Regions from separate parts of the Sus scrofa genome. Here region 2 is linked to region 1. A link is a contact called in public Hi-C data. All regions are on one chromosome and are shown on one strand. The core of a region is the stretch at or near the end of the contact, and the rest is flanking DNA. Distances in the headings are between cores, read along the strand shown.

Region 1 (7,164 bases), core at 2,707-5,206:
AGATCACGCAGGGCCTTATTGCCCAGGTTGAGGAGTTTGGATCTTTTTTTTAGGGCTGCACCTGCAGCATATGGAAGTTCCCAGGCTAGGGGTTGAATCAGAGCTGAGGCTGCCAGCCTGTGCCACAGCCACAGTAACGTGAGATCTGAGCCACATCTGCGACCTACAGCACAGCTCTTGGCAGTGCCTGAGCCTTAACCCATTGAGTGAGGCCAGGGATTGAACCCATGTCCTCATGGATACTAGTTGGATTTGTTACTGCTGAGCCACAGTGGGAACTCCAGGAGTTTGGATGTTATTCAGAGTATCATGGGAAGACATTAAAGGTTCTGAGCAGAAAGTAACCTGATTTATTCATCAGAGTATCCATGATAAACATCCAGGCGAGGGTGATGGAGGTTTGGACTAGAATGGTAGCAGTGGAGATGTATAGAAAGAAGAGGGTGGTTTTAGGGTATATTTGGAAGTAAGTTAAGACTGATGGCTGGATAGGAGGTATGGAATATGAGGAAAAGAGAAGAATCAGGGATGCTTTCTGTATTTTTTTGTTTCTGTGGTTTTTAAATTGAGCACTTGGATGACTGCCACTCACTGAGACGGAGAAGACTGGGAGGCCCTGGGGTGACTGTACATCAGGTGTGCTTGTCTTAGACATGTGATGTTTGGGTTCAACATCCAGGGGGATATGTTTTGTTTGTTTTTGTCTTTTTGCCTTTTCTATGGCCGCTCGCGCGGCATATGGAGGTTCCCAGGCTAGGGGTCGAATCGGAGCTGTAGCCGCTGCCCTACGCCAGAGCCACAGCAACGCAGGATCCGAGCTGCGTCTGCGACCTATACCACAGCTCACGGCAACACCGGATCCCCAGCCCACTGAGCAAGGCCAGGGATCAAACCCGCAACCTCATGACTCCTAGTTGGATTCGTTAACCACTGAACCACGACAGGAACTCCAGGGGGATATGTTTTATAAGCAATTTGATGTGTAAATCTGTAATTATGGAGAGGTCTGGGTCGGAGATACAAATACGGAAGTCATAGTGATGTTTAAAGATGTGAGACTAGATGAGGTTTCGGAGATAGAGGGATAGGAGTTCTGGGACAGCCTCTCAGAAAGTGCCAACATTTTGACGTTGAGTAGAGGAGGCGTTGTCAGCAAACGAGGACTTGGAAGGAGTGGGCAGGAGAGTAAGAGGACTATAGGAGTGTGGGATCTCGAAAGCTAAGAGAGGAAGTGTGTTGAATGCCATCGATGAGTAAGAATGCGCTGAGCAAGAAGAGAACAGCGTAACACCGCTTTGGGCAACAGAGATCATTGGTGACCGGGGCTGCAGTCATGCAGTCAGTTCAGGGGATTAGACGGGAAGCGTGATGGGAGAGGTTTGAGGAAGTGGAAGCAGCTACCCAACAATTGGTCCAAGAGATTTTTCAAGAAGGGGAGGAGAGAACGGGGGCAGTGACTATGGGGAATGTGGGGATGAGAAAGGGGTCAGGTTTTGGGTTTGTTTTCTGTGTTTTTTTAAAGTGACTCACCTTGCCAAGAAGGATTTTGCGGAGAAAGCAAAATTGAAGATTAAGAAGAAAGAAAACAAAATTTTGTGGGAACAAAATTTTTGAGGAGATGGAATCAATACCCAAATGGAGGGATTGTGTTTTGATAGGAGCTGACCCTCTATTTTAACAATAGGGAAAGAAACCTGTGTATGTACAGGTGTCAGTCAGGTAGCAGGTTTGATCATAGAAAGATGGAGCTCTCATCAGATTGCTTCTCGCTTCTCTGTGAGCTGGGAATGAGAGGGGAGGAGAGAGGGTAGGAGAGTTGAAGAGACAAGATAAAGCTTGAAAGAGTTATTTGGAGAGCAGACAAGTTACTATATTAAGGAAGTTTTAATAGAATTTCTGGATAGTGGTGAGTGCCTATTTGAGATTCATGGTCCCGCATGTAAAGTGAAACCATGCAGCGCAGTTAAGTGTTTTTCTCCAGCAGCATTCAGCTGTTTGGGTACTAACATATTTGGGAACAGTCATGGTCGATGGTTGGTTTAGCTTGGGTTGGCATTTTGCCAGGTAAGTCCCGCAGAGGGAGAGAGGAGCAAAGGGGGTTCACAAGCAGAATAAATACAAGTAGTGGACTGTGTGTGGGAGGGAGAAGCATGGAAGCAGAATGGATCATGAAAAACTTGAGTGACAAAGTTGAAGAAGTGCTGGAGGGAGAGTTACTAGATAGAAGTAAGCTAAAAAAGTAGGAAGTAGTGGTAGTGGAGCTGAAATCCTGGGGGAGCTGCTGTTACTGGTGGTGTCAGGATGTCTTGGTACGGCCGTGGTCTGGGTGGCTCAGGTGAAAATTGTGAGGGGAGAGGCGGTCACGGTATTGGATGGATCATCTTCAGTCTTGTTGAAGTCCCCTTGAGTGGGGCAGCAGTCGTGGAGAGAAAGACAGTGAGCCATCTGAATGAGGGTACTGATGGGTCGAGGCAGCAAGGAGGGGGGAAGAGGGTGGCACCCCATGATGCTACTGATTTCAAGAACCAGGGGTTTGGGAGGGAAAAAAGAGGAACCATCATTTGGCAGTAGGCTTGGATGAATGAATGGAAATTTATCCTTTGATGAGGCAGTTTTCATTGGAAGAGAAAACCTCTGCCGGTTAGATTCAGTGCTCCTTTTGAAGGCTCGCTCTTTTTTAAGAACAGAGGTTCGAAAACCATACCCTGCCGGCCAGGTCTGGCTCATTTGTTTTTGCGTTTTTACAACACAGTTATGCCCATTTGTTGACGTATTTTCTTTGTTGCTTCTGCACTGCAGTGGCAGAGTTGAATAGTTGTGATAGAAGCAACCCCACAAAACCTCGACTATTTACTGTCTGGCCCTGCATAGAAAAAGTTTGGTGACTTCCACTTCTGAACGAGGTTCTCAAAATTCACTGGACGTCAGCAGACTTGCCTGGAGGGCTTGTGAAAACACATTGCCAGGTGTCATCCCTAGAGTTTCTGATTTAGTGGGTCTGGCTTGGGGCCCAAGAATGTGCATTTCTAACAAGTTCCCCAGTGTTGCCGATGCTGCTGGTCTGGGGGCCACACTTTAAGAGAGCCATCGCTTTGGATATGGAAGGTCATAGTTGGGTTCCTTCTCCCTTGAATCTTCTCTGAGCCAAATGTCCCTACCTACGTCATGTGTTTATCACTTGACATGATTTATTGGCTTGCCTTATGCCTTTTAAGCTTGGTGCCCACAAATGTAATACCTCTTTGGAGGAGGCCTGATCTCCGTCTGCCATTTACATGGGAACATTGCCCCTTCTTGCTCTGAACTTAGGAACTTTCTTCCTCAGGTTGTCTGAGGACGGGCCTTTTTCTGGGACTTAAGGGAAACTGATGTGTTAGGGAGGCGATAGTAGGTAGAGATCGCATGAACTCTAGGGGCCTAAAAGGCTAAACATTGTCATTGGGAGGAAATGCTCGCGTAGCATAGAGGTTTGTCTTGGGTAGATTGAGCAGGGGATCAAAAGTGGGATTCGGGAGTCTGACCCCTACAGTGGCAGCGGCAGAGTCTCTTTAGCACATGAAAGAGCATCTGGGAGGAGCAACAAGGTCAGTGCTCAGGTGATCCAAGTCTTGTGTGCCTGTCTCTCGGGAGAGGGACCGCTGGAAGATGTCTCGAAAGCATTTGTTAAAAGACAGTAACCCCTGTTGAGATTTCTTTTTATTCTCCTGCTCCACGCGTAAAATTGCTTTCCCATTCTTTGAGTTTGTCTCCCAGCCACGTGCAGCTTAGCAGTTCCGTTGCAGCCCAGTTGTGTCCTTGACGGTGAAGTGGATGTGCCCAGATGAGTTCAACAGTGGACGAGCATCCTCCGCTCCCTTGTTTCTTTTGTACCAGTTCCGGTCCGGTTCGGCCTGTCTTTCCTGCCTGTGGTGAGCACTCCACACCCACTCAGGCCGTCACAGCACTTGCACTTTCGGGGCTCTGCCCAGCTGTCTCATTTCCCTTTCTAACTTCTCTCATTGGGCCCCCGCCTTGCCTTTGTTTTTCTCTTCCTCCTGCCGCCTTCGCATTTCACCCCACCTGCCAAGACGTGCCTGCTCAGCCTTCAGCGCCTTTGGCCACTAGCTGAGCTTGCTCCGTGTGGCCCGCTGGCCCCTCTGGCCGTCGTAGGGCTCTGCAGAACTGAGCGAGCAGGAGACCCAGGGAGGCCCTTGGGTTTGTAATTTGGGGTTGTCTAAATCCTCATTTTACAAGTGGGGGAATAAAAAGTGAGGGGGGAAACTTTTCTACACCCTAAGAAATGACAGACAAACCAAAACTACTTTAGAGAAAGAGAGAGAGGCAAAGTTCCTAAGAAAAGAAAAAAGTCTCTAGAGATGGTGTCACGAGATGAATTACCTCGGGAGTCTGTCTGATTGTGTCATGTCAGCAAAGTTCTGGACTTGGCCTCTTTCCTCTGTGAGAGGATGGGAATGAAACACCAGCTCCTCAGTCCGATGCCCGGAAAGAAGAACCTCAGGCTGATGCGCAGTAGCTCCAACCATGTCACCTCCCTGGTCGTGCCGAGCCCTACAGGAAACCTCAGAATTGGACGTCAGGACCAGGCCACACCAGAGAGTGGCTGCACCCAGAGCTCTGTGGTTGGAAGGCACTAGAGAACTTCCTAGGAACGGGATTGGAGGGAGGTCCCTTGGCGAGGCGGAAGGGCGCCTAGGCCTTCCTGGGGCTCCTGGTGGTGGTGGTGGGGGGGGGCGGTTAAGCGCCTCCCGGAGTTTCCTAGCAAACATCGCCCCCTTGTCGTGGCAGCAGCTCCGACGTGATGGCACCTGGAGCGGGACTTCCAACCCCAGGACACAGGAACTTGGGACGGTTTGTTCTATAGTGTCATGGGTTGACCGGGGACATCGTGAGGGCTTGACTCTTAGGGCCTGTTTGTGGGAGCAAGATTCGGATGCCCGTCGGGATCCGTGAGGGCCGAGCTTGAGTCTAGGGGCAGAGGTCAGAGGGCAGGGCCAGACCCCGAAAAGCACCCCGCGGGAGGAGCGTGGTCGGCCTCTGCCGTCGCGCCCTCTGGCGGGCGGTCCTCGTTCCGCAAGCGGAGAGGACGCGAGAAGGCGCGCGTGCGGGGCCATCAGGCAGGCGTCCTTTCCCCGCGGCGGGCACGTGTGGGCAGCACGTCCTGAGCTCCTGTCGTGAACCAGCCGTGCCTCCAGACACCGGGCCCGCGTCGAGGAGGAGAACACAGTCTTGCCCTCGGGGACCCTTTCTTCTCGCGAGGGCAGGCAGGCAGGCGACAGATGCGGCTTCAGGGGGCCTCGGGCGCTCTGGAGGAAAATCAGGGTGAGGAGGATAGAGCGTGGGCTGCCTGTGATCTAGAAGGCCTTTCCCACAAGGTGACCTTTGAGAAGGATCTGAAGGAGGCGAAGGAGCAAGTCACTCGGCTCTCTGGAGACGGGGGTTCCTACCCATAGACCCCAGGACAAAGGATAGGCAGGAGCGCGCCTGATGGGTTGGAGGCCAGTGTGCCCAGAGCTAAATGAGTGGGAGGGAGGGGAGGTCAGAGAGTTAGCGAAGAGCAAGACTATGTCGCTGGAGCTCCCGTCGTGGAGCAGTGGAAGTGAATCCAACTAGGAACCATGAGGTTGCGAGCTCGAACCCTGGCCTCGCTCAGTGGGTTTAGGGTCTGGCATTGCCATGAGCTGTGGTGTCGGTCTCAGACAAAGCTCAGATCTGGCGTGGCTGTGGTGTAGGCCGGGGGCTGCATCTCTGATGAGACCCCTAGCCTGGGAACCTCCATGTGCCACGGGTACACCCCTAAAACAAAAAAACCTATGCATAACTTTTTTTTGTTTTGTTTTTTTGTTTTTTGGTCTTTTTAGGGCCATACCTCTGGCACATGGAGGTTCCTAGGCTAGGGTCTCATCAGAGCTGCAGCTGCCACCCTACACCAGAGCCACAGCAATGCAGGATCTCTAACCACCCAGTGAGGCCAGGGATTGAACCCGTATCCTCATGGATACTAGTTGGGTTTGTTACCGCTGAACCACAACTCCAAAACTAGACAGAGCTTTTTGAAAAGGCTTTACCTTTTGTTTTGCAAGAGATAGGACGCCATTGGAGAGTTTTAAATGTTCAAAGATGACTCTGGCCACCGTGTGGCCAAGAAACTGAAGGGGGTCAAGGGTAGAAGAAAGCAGACCACTTAGGATGCTGTTCATTAAGGTCCGAGTCGGGGTCCGTTTTGAGATCGCACCAGCAGGATCCATTGCTTAGTTGGATGTCAGATGGGAAAGAAAGAAAATGCAGGATGATGGCAAAGCTTGTGTCTTGAGCAGCTGCAGGAACGGGGTGGTATTTACAGGAATGGGGAAGACCAGGGTCCATAGAGTTTCTGATATGACTAGTGGTTTTAAGAAGCTGTGGACATTCAAGGAAGAAAAAATTTAACTTAATCATTGGTTCCTTCACTTTCTCCATTCTCTCTGATGGTCTCACTTGTATTTGGGTCAATTCTACCACAGGCGTTTCTGGGAAAAGTACAATCCCAGCATAGGAACTTTCAGGGATTCTTAGCTAGGCCTCTGTGATTCAGTGTGGGCAGAAGCTATGGGTCTAGAAGAACTTGGGATAAATTTTGTCTCTGGGAGCATCCCTCATTTCAGGTGCTGTGTTGGTGGACTAGGGCTGCATAACAGATTACCAGATTACCACAAACTGGGCAATTGAAAACAACAGAAATTTATTTTTTCTTTTCTTCTTCTTTTTTTTTTTTTCTTTGCTTTTTAGGGCTGCACCCGAGACATATGGAAGTTTCCAGGCTAGGGTCTAATCGGAGCTGTGGCTGCCGGCCTACATCACAGCCACAGCAACTTGGGATCTGAGCCGTGTCTGTGGCCTACACCACAGCTGACAGCAATGCTGGGTCCCCAACCCACTTTGCAAGGCCAGGGATCAAACCCACATCCTCATGGATACTAGTCGGATGCGTTTCCGCTGCACCACAAAGGGAATTTCAGAAATGTATTTTTTCACAGTTCCTGGGATTGAAAGTCCAAAATCAAGGTGTTGCAGGGCCATGGTCCCTCTGGAGGGTCCAGGGAAGAACCCTTCCTTCCTTCTTCCTAGCTTATGGTAATTGGGGGCCATCCTTGGCCTCTGTAATCTGGCAGGGGCACCCCTTCACTG
Region 2 (7,301 bases), core at 465-2,964, 110 kb before region 1:
GGCTGGTGCCTGTGGTCTGGATGGGGTGCTGGGGTCTCTGCAGCAGCAAGGCCTTCAGCTGCCCTCTCAGCTCTGGGCTCAGCGACTCCACTCTGGTCACCTGCTCTGGAGAAAGAGGCTCCCATCCTTTTCCCAAGAACTCCCTGCCCCCAACCGCTCCCCTTCCCCTCTGCCCAGGTCCCTTTCCCTTCTGAGAGTCTCAGGGAATGAAGGGGCCAGTGAACCTGCTCTTTCCGCTCTGCGTTTGCATCTCTCCCCTGTGACAGGGATGGAATCCCCTGCGGCGGGGCGGGGTGGGCTTTGGAAAGTTCCAAGACTTTGGGGAGGAAAATCTTGGTGAAACGACATGGCTGCCCAGGCCCTCTCAGCAAAGGCACCCAGCGTACCCACAAGCTCCAGGAGGCTCTGAGCTGGACAGTCCAGCAGGACAAGTCCCTTGGCCAGCAGACTGCGGAGCTTCTGGAGGCTGGACAGCGCCACGGCGGGCACATGGGGGGCACTCCACCGGCCTGCACCCACTTCGAACTTCTCTTCAAACAGCACCCACCTGTGGTGAAGAGGGTACACCATGTTATTGCAGGCATCTGTCCAAGTCTAGGAGTGGGGACACAGGCTAGGAGTGGGGATGCAGGCGAGCCAGGGAAGGTGAGGCAGTCGGGGAGGGGATCCTGGGCCCAGCGGTACAAGAGCATGCTCCTTCCTGGGCAGTAGTCACCCCTCATCTTGCATCTCGGGGAACTCAAAACACAGAAAGGAACTGACTGGGAGTGAGACTACCCCCCCCCCACACACACACAGGAAGAGCTGGCGGTCATGGAGGAGGCCCCATTGGGGGCAGGGGAAAGACCCCCCCAAAACCGCCCTGGTCCCACTCACCTGCCCGTCTCTCTCCATTCCAGCGCCTGGGGCCAGCCCAGCAGCTCGTTGAGCTGAATGAAGAGCAGGAGGTCCTTGGGATCCCCCAGTTTCCCGCTGGCCGCGTCTAAGGGATCATCAGGTCTGGGCCCAGAGCCAGAGTCATTGTCCAGCTCTCCTGTGGGCACATTTTCACAAGCTCTGGAGACTTCAAACTCTTCCTGGCCTGACAGCTTCATCTCGGTGAGACTTGCACAGATGCTCAGGGGCTGCTGTTGTCCTCGGTTCTGGGGCCAGGGCCCTCTGGCTGGCTGTATTTATAAGGCACCCTCCCCCCCATGCAGCACGACACAGACAGAGCGAGGCCTGCTGACTCCGGAGCCAACAGGTCACCTCGTCCCCTGCTTGTTTTCCCCATTCCCTGCTGGCCTGAGTGTGTGAGGCTAATCTCAGCTTTCCAGGCTCTTCAAGAAATGCCTGACCTGGGGCAAAGCAATGTGCACGTTTCCTGTGGGATCACGTCTGACCCTACTGTGTTTTGTGTAAATGAACAGGAGTCCCTCGCTGGCTTGAGCTGAGGTCTGGCCCCCAGATCATACTACCCTCTACTCTGTGTCAAATACAAACACCGAATGCTGTGGACTGTTTCGGGTGTCACTAACACACCCAGAGGGCACCCACTGGCATAAACAGAGACCCAATAAATAACTGGGTCTATCCATGGATGTCAGGCAGCTTAAGGGAGACAGCAGGCAGACACCCTGCCCGCTTAATGGACTTACAATGGAAAGTGGAGGCCATTCACTGAGAATGCAGTGCCTGAGTCTTACATGCCTTTGACCGACAACACCTGGAAATTTCCTCATTTAGCTGTGGGCCTGGGATCTACCCGCTAACTCAGCCCCCCACCGCACATGGAGGAGCCAGCTAGGGGGTGTGTCTGGAGGCGTTCAGGGAGCCAGGTGAGCAAGAGAATGTGGTCTATTAGCAAGTCCTGTTGGCTCTACTTTCAAAACAGACCCAGCATCCAACCACAACTCCCCACCTCCACGTGGCCATCCTGTTCCCAGCCGCTCTCACGTCTCCCCTGGATTGGTTCGATAGCTCTAACCTGTTGCGTCATTTCCCTGCTTCCCCTCTTCCATTCTCCACACAGCAGCCATTGGGGTCCTTTCAGTTTATGATTTTTATTTTAAATTTTAGTATGTTTCCATTTCACTCCAACATAGGAGTCCTTTTGTTATTCCACCAGATGGAAGTTCCTGGGCCAGGAATTGAACCCATGCCACAACAGTGACCCAAGCCGCTGCAGTGACAATGCTGGATCCTTAACTGGCTGCACCTCAAGAGAATGCCAAAATAAACATTTTTAGAAGATAATCAAGCGATATTACTCTTCTGCTCAAAACCCACCCTGTGCATCCTCATTACTCCTGGAAGAATATCCGACCTCTGTCATGGCCTCTAAGATCTGACGTATAGCCTGGTCCCAGCCCGCCTCCCTGATAGACTCTCATACTATTCTGTGCTTCCTCGATCCTTTCCAGCAACTCTGAGCTCCCTCTGTTCCCCAAAGCCCCCCTCTGTTCCTGCAGTAACCCTTCTCTCAACAAGGAAAGCTTCCCCCCCAGATCTTCACCTAGGTCTCATCGCAGACATTCCCTACTCAGGAACATCTCCTTTTTTCATCCTGTCCTAAGTTTCTCCATCTTATTTTTGTTTTATTTTCTTCCTAGCAATTATCACTGGTAGTAACTGCCTTGTTTATTATTTATCATTTATTGCTTGCTCCTCCACACGTGCGTGCATGCACGTACGCGCGCGCGCACACACACACACCCAGAAGAATGCGCTGTCCACGGAGCAGGTATGTTATCTATCTTCTTCACCGTTGCCCCTAGAGCACCTAGTCACACTCAATAAATACTACTTCAATGAGCTCACAGAAGGGGAGGGGTTGAGAAATGAGCGGCGCTGCTCCCAGAGGCCACACGAGGGCGCTGCTCCCCGCGGACCGGATCGCTAGGGCCTCTCCCTTGGTCCAAGGGTCGGTCGGGTTTCCTTTCCCGGCGGACCCACCACGCGCAGAGGTGGCCTGGAGGGTTCCAGGAACTTCTGCCTTGCCCTCCCCCACGGCAGATTGGCTTGGTGCGATGAGCTATGGCGAGGAGCGCAACAGGGGTGGGGAGAGAAACCCATCAGGCTCATCTGAATGTGTGTCAAACCCCCCATGGGACACCTGTTACCCGTTCCTCCCCTCCCCACCAACCCTAGGTCTGGATTTAGGGCTAACCGCTCCAAGTCCAAGGAGGTCCCAGGACAGCAATTAGGGGAGCGAGTCACCGTATTACCAGTGGGGGACTGAGGGCTGAGTCTGAGTGGAGGGAGTTGGTTTCGTTCCCAGGATGAACAGAAACTGGCCTAGGGCTTGAGAGGGCGGGGAATCCCCTAGCCACCCCCTCCAAGAATGTGTCCCAACCTCAGGGGCAAGTGACTCAAGGGAGTCTGGAGGGGACAGGAGCTGGATTTAGCATGAATACCCCCTCACAAGCACGCCCTCCCTTTCCACCCCCGCCAAGTTCAGAGGGTCTGCCCTTGCCCTCTCTATGGCCCAGCTTCCCTGGCTCCCGATGCTGCCTGTGTTAGAGGGCCGCCATGCCTCTGCTCTCCCCCGGCCCCTCTTTCTGCTGGGTCTCAAGGGCCCTGAGCTGTACAGGTTGGTGGATGAGAGCCAGGGTCCGCCTGTGGGCACGAGCAGTCTCCCAGTGAGGGTGTGCGGGGTGGGCCGGCAGCCCTGGGAGACACCCAGGCTCAGGCGTTCAAAGACCTGGTACTCATCCTGGCTCAGTCACAGACGTATTGGGAGTCTTTGGGCCAAACCCTTCCCCCCTCTGAGCCTGTTTGTTTCCACCGAAACTGAGATGGTTGGAGTAGATGATTTCCAAGATTCAAAGCAGACCTGTAGCAGTCCACTGAGCCGGCCCTGAGGGGGAGGGAGTGGTGTCACCAAGAGGCTGCCTGGTTGCAAATCCTGGCTGGGTCCCTTTCTAGCAAGTGGAGAAGAGATTTATCTTTGTAGAACCTGAGTTTTCTTATCAGCAAATGGAGGAAAATACAAGTGCCTACATCATAGGTTTTATTAGATGGAACAGGGCATTAAAAGAGGGCTGGTACATAGTATACACAATGAAGGGAGCCTGTCATATAACTATGAAGAAAGAATGTATCATACACCGAACCGTCAGTTGTCTCCAACCACTGTACAAGGCGTATTATCTCATGTCATCCTTACGACAAGCTTTTTAAAAAACTTTTAATAAAAAAAAAAACTATTTGAGTCTAATTATAGAAGACCTGTAGAAAAAGTCGCCCAAAAACTAGGTCTCTGGCTGGTACTGTTCATCCAGCTTCCCCCCAGGGTAACATCTTACTCAGCAATAATACAATATCAAAACAAGGATGAAGGAGTTCCCATTGTGGCTCAGTGGTAACAAACCCAGCTAGTAGCCATGAGGATGTGGGTTCGTTCCCTGACCCATCTCAGTGGGTTAAAGGATCTGGCGTTGCTCTGAGCTGTGGTATAGGTCACAGAGGCAACTCGGATCCCAAGTTGCTGTGGCTGTGGTGTAGGCCAGCGGCTACAGCTCTGATTCGACCCCTAGCCTGGGAACTTCCATATGCTGTGGATGCGGCCCTAAAAAAACACAAGCAAAACGAAACAAAAGGATGATGACATAAGTACAACACAGTTAACTTGACTGCAGGCCTTACTTGCTTATTTATTTATTTGCTTTTTAGGGCCCCAGGTGAGGCATATGAAGTTCCAAGCCTAGGGGTTGAATCAGAGCTGCAGCAGCTGGTCTACACCACAGCCACAGCAACACCACATCTGCGCCTTGTCTTTGACCTACACCGCAGCTCATGGCAATGCCGGATACTTAAACCACTGAGCGAGGCCACGGATCTAACCTGTATTCTCATTGATCCTAGCTGGGTTCGTTACCGCTGAGCCACAATGGGAATTCTGCAGGCCTTATTTAGATGTCACTTATTCCTACTTGCCCTCATTTGTGTGTATAGTTTTATGAAATTTTATCACGTGTAGTTTCACTCCCAGCCAGCTGGGCAGATAGCTCAACCTCCTTAAGGTTTTCTCATATCGAAAACGGGGGTGAAGGAGTTCCCTGTTGGCTCAGTGGGGTAAGGATCTAGTGTTGTCACTGCTGTGGTTCAGGTCACTGCTTTGGTGCATGGTTGATCCCTGGCCTGAGACTTCCATGTGTTTTGTGTGCCACAGGTGCAGCCCTCAAAAATGGGGGTGAAAACACTATCTTCCTCAGAGAGCTGTTGTGAGAATTAAATAATGTGTGTTAAGTGCTTAGAACAACACCTAAAATGTGAGTACTCAAGAAATGTGTGTGTTTTTTTTAAGAAAAAAAGCATGTTTTTGTAAAGTGACTTAAAATACATAAATCATATCTGTTATAGGAAAAAACCAAAATACTCATAAGAGTAAAACTAACAAAAGAAAATGCATTTTACCTGAAATATGCACTGTTAATTTTACTGACACCACCAATTTGAGGTGTATTTCATTATTCTTCTTTTATTGTAAGAACAATGACGGGGAGTTCCCGTCGTGGCGCAGTGGTTAACGAATCTGACTAGGAACCATGAGGTTTCGGGTTCGGTCCCTGCCCTTGCTCAGTGGGTTAAGGATCCGGCGTTGCCGTGAGCTGTGGTGTAGGTTGCAGACGCGGCTCGGATCCCGTGTTGCTGTGGCTCTGGCGTAGGCCGGTGGCTACAGCTCCGATTGGACCCCTGGCCTAGGAACCTCCATATGCCGCTGGAGTGGCCCAAGAAATAGCAAAAAGACACACACACACACAAAAAAAAGAACAATGACGCTCAGACAGGTCAAGCAGTTAGTCATAGTCCCTGAGCTTATGAATGAGGAGCTGAGATTTAAGGCACCCTCTTGCCTTCAGGAGCTCACAGCTGGGGGCAGCAGACAGGCTGTGAGTCATTCGAATCCAGGACAGACTGGAAGGAACAGCCACTGCCCTTCTGAGCACTTGCTCTCTTTCCCAGCACTGAACCCGTGCAGGTGAGTTCAGGAAGTCTTCACGGTAGCTCTGTGAGGTTCCCACTTCTGGATGTGGAAACTGAGGCTCAGAGAGGTAACTTGTCCAAGGTCAGAGCCAGGCACCAGTGGGCCCAGGATTCAGAAGGGGGACAGTCACGTCCCTCAGCTGAGCTTGGAAGCCTCTGCCCTGAGAGATCCAGACGAGATGCGGGGGCAGTGTGTGTGGAGGGAGAGTCTTTCCAGCTGGAGCTTTGCACTTCTGGATCCTGGAGCCGGGGTGCCCTTCTCTGACTCTGCCTCGACCCCCGGGCCACCAAGATCCAGCCAGGACTTGGAGTGGACCCTCACAGCGGGAGCCTGCTCTCACTTCTCACAATGCCCCCACCCCATCTGGAGTGGAGGGGCGAGAGCCTTTGAAGGGAAGAGGCAGAGGAAAAAGAGGGAGCGAGTCTGCAGAGCAAAACCACCTGAGCCTCTGGTAAACTGCTCTGCCACAGGCTTTCCAGGTGCCTCTGACCTAGACTGCCGGACGACACGCAGGAAGTGCTGGGAAGGCAAATGCAGGTATGTGATTGCTGAGTTTCATTCTAATTATTTATGCTCCCCTTACTTCCAGAAAAGATTTAGACAAGAGACAAAGAAACGAGGAAATATTTAAAGAATGATTGAAGAGCCCCATAATGAAAACACATTGGAGCAGAAAGAAATAGCTGTCGTCAAATTGCTGGACTGTGGCTAATTGCTGCAAGTGGGTACCAAAACTTAACTTTGAGCTTCCTGGCAGTGGATGCAAAAAGGGAACATATGAATTCTACACCTGCATTATCTCACAAAAGAAAGGCCCTCTGCCAGATACCAGATGAGCCAAACTTTCTAACACTGCAGTTTATTACACCTCATTCGCGCAGTGGCCAGGGGCTGTATATGTGATAATATCTAGAACAGCGCTTTTACAAAGGATACAGATATTCGTATTTCATGTGAATAGCTCTTATGTCAGCGGTTCTCAACATTTTCAGACTCTCTCTCTGTATATATATTTGCTTTTTAGGGCTGTACCCATGGCATATGGGGGTTCCCAGGCTAGGGGTCGAACTGGAGCTACAGCTTCGGGCCTACACCACAGCCACAGCCACAGCCATGGGATCTGAGCTGTATCTGTGAACTACACCACAGTTCACGGCAACTCTGGATCCCCAACCCACTGAGTGAGGCCAGGGATCGAACCCCCATCCTCATGGATTCTAATTGAATTCGTTTCCTCTACACCATAATGGGAACTCCAGAACCAATATATTTTTTTTTAACAAATATGTTAACCTCTTTACCATACTGAGATCCAGTTCACAAAGAATATCCT

The links. A called contact is a pair of places that touch in the nucleus more often than the background predicts.
Region 2: a Hi-C map of omental adipose tissue shows a contact between it and region 1, with 4 times the contacts expected there. The contact joins the promoter of SLC4A9 here to the enhancer-like site in region 1. A contact is called at or near these places in 2 of 5 promoter capture datasets (fetal liver and liver), 32 of 47 Hi-C or Micro-C datasets (adipocytes, adipose tissue, alveolar macrophages and 17 more) and 2 of 2 datasets of contacts at active chromatin or transcription factors (alveolar macrophages and skeletal muscle).

The regions. Positions count from the first base shown.
Region 1 is chr2:142,014,608-142,021,771 of Sscrofa11.1, reverse strand. All of the region lies in intron 3 of PFDN1 (prefoldin subunit 1), which reads left to right. Among named protein-coding and RNA genes, the nearest start is that of PFDN1, 60 kb to the left of the region's middle. Within about 2 kb of position 3,956, at least 12 of the 83 cell types and tissues checked have an H3K27ac peak or open chromatin away from gene starts, as enhancers often do. A contact at or near this core is called in alveolar macrophages, omental adipose tissue, retroperitoneal adipose tissue and 1 more, where this site is marked.
Region 2 is chr2:142,122,915-142,130,215 of Sscrofa11.1, reverse strand. SLC4A9 (anion exchange protein 4) reads right to left here and starts at 1,714. Exons shown (of 23, transcript XM_021084880.1): 1 at 877-1,714; 2 at 387-547; 3 at 1-105. The coding sequence starts at 1,094. LOC110259509 (a long non-coding RNA gene) reads left to right here. Exons shown (of 6, transcript XR_002341945.1): 4 at 900-1,098; 5 at 5,153-5,252.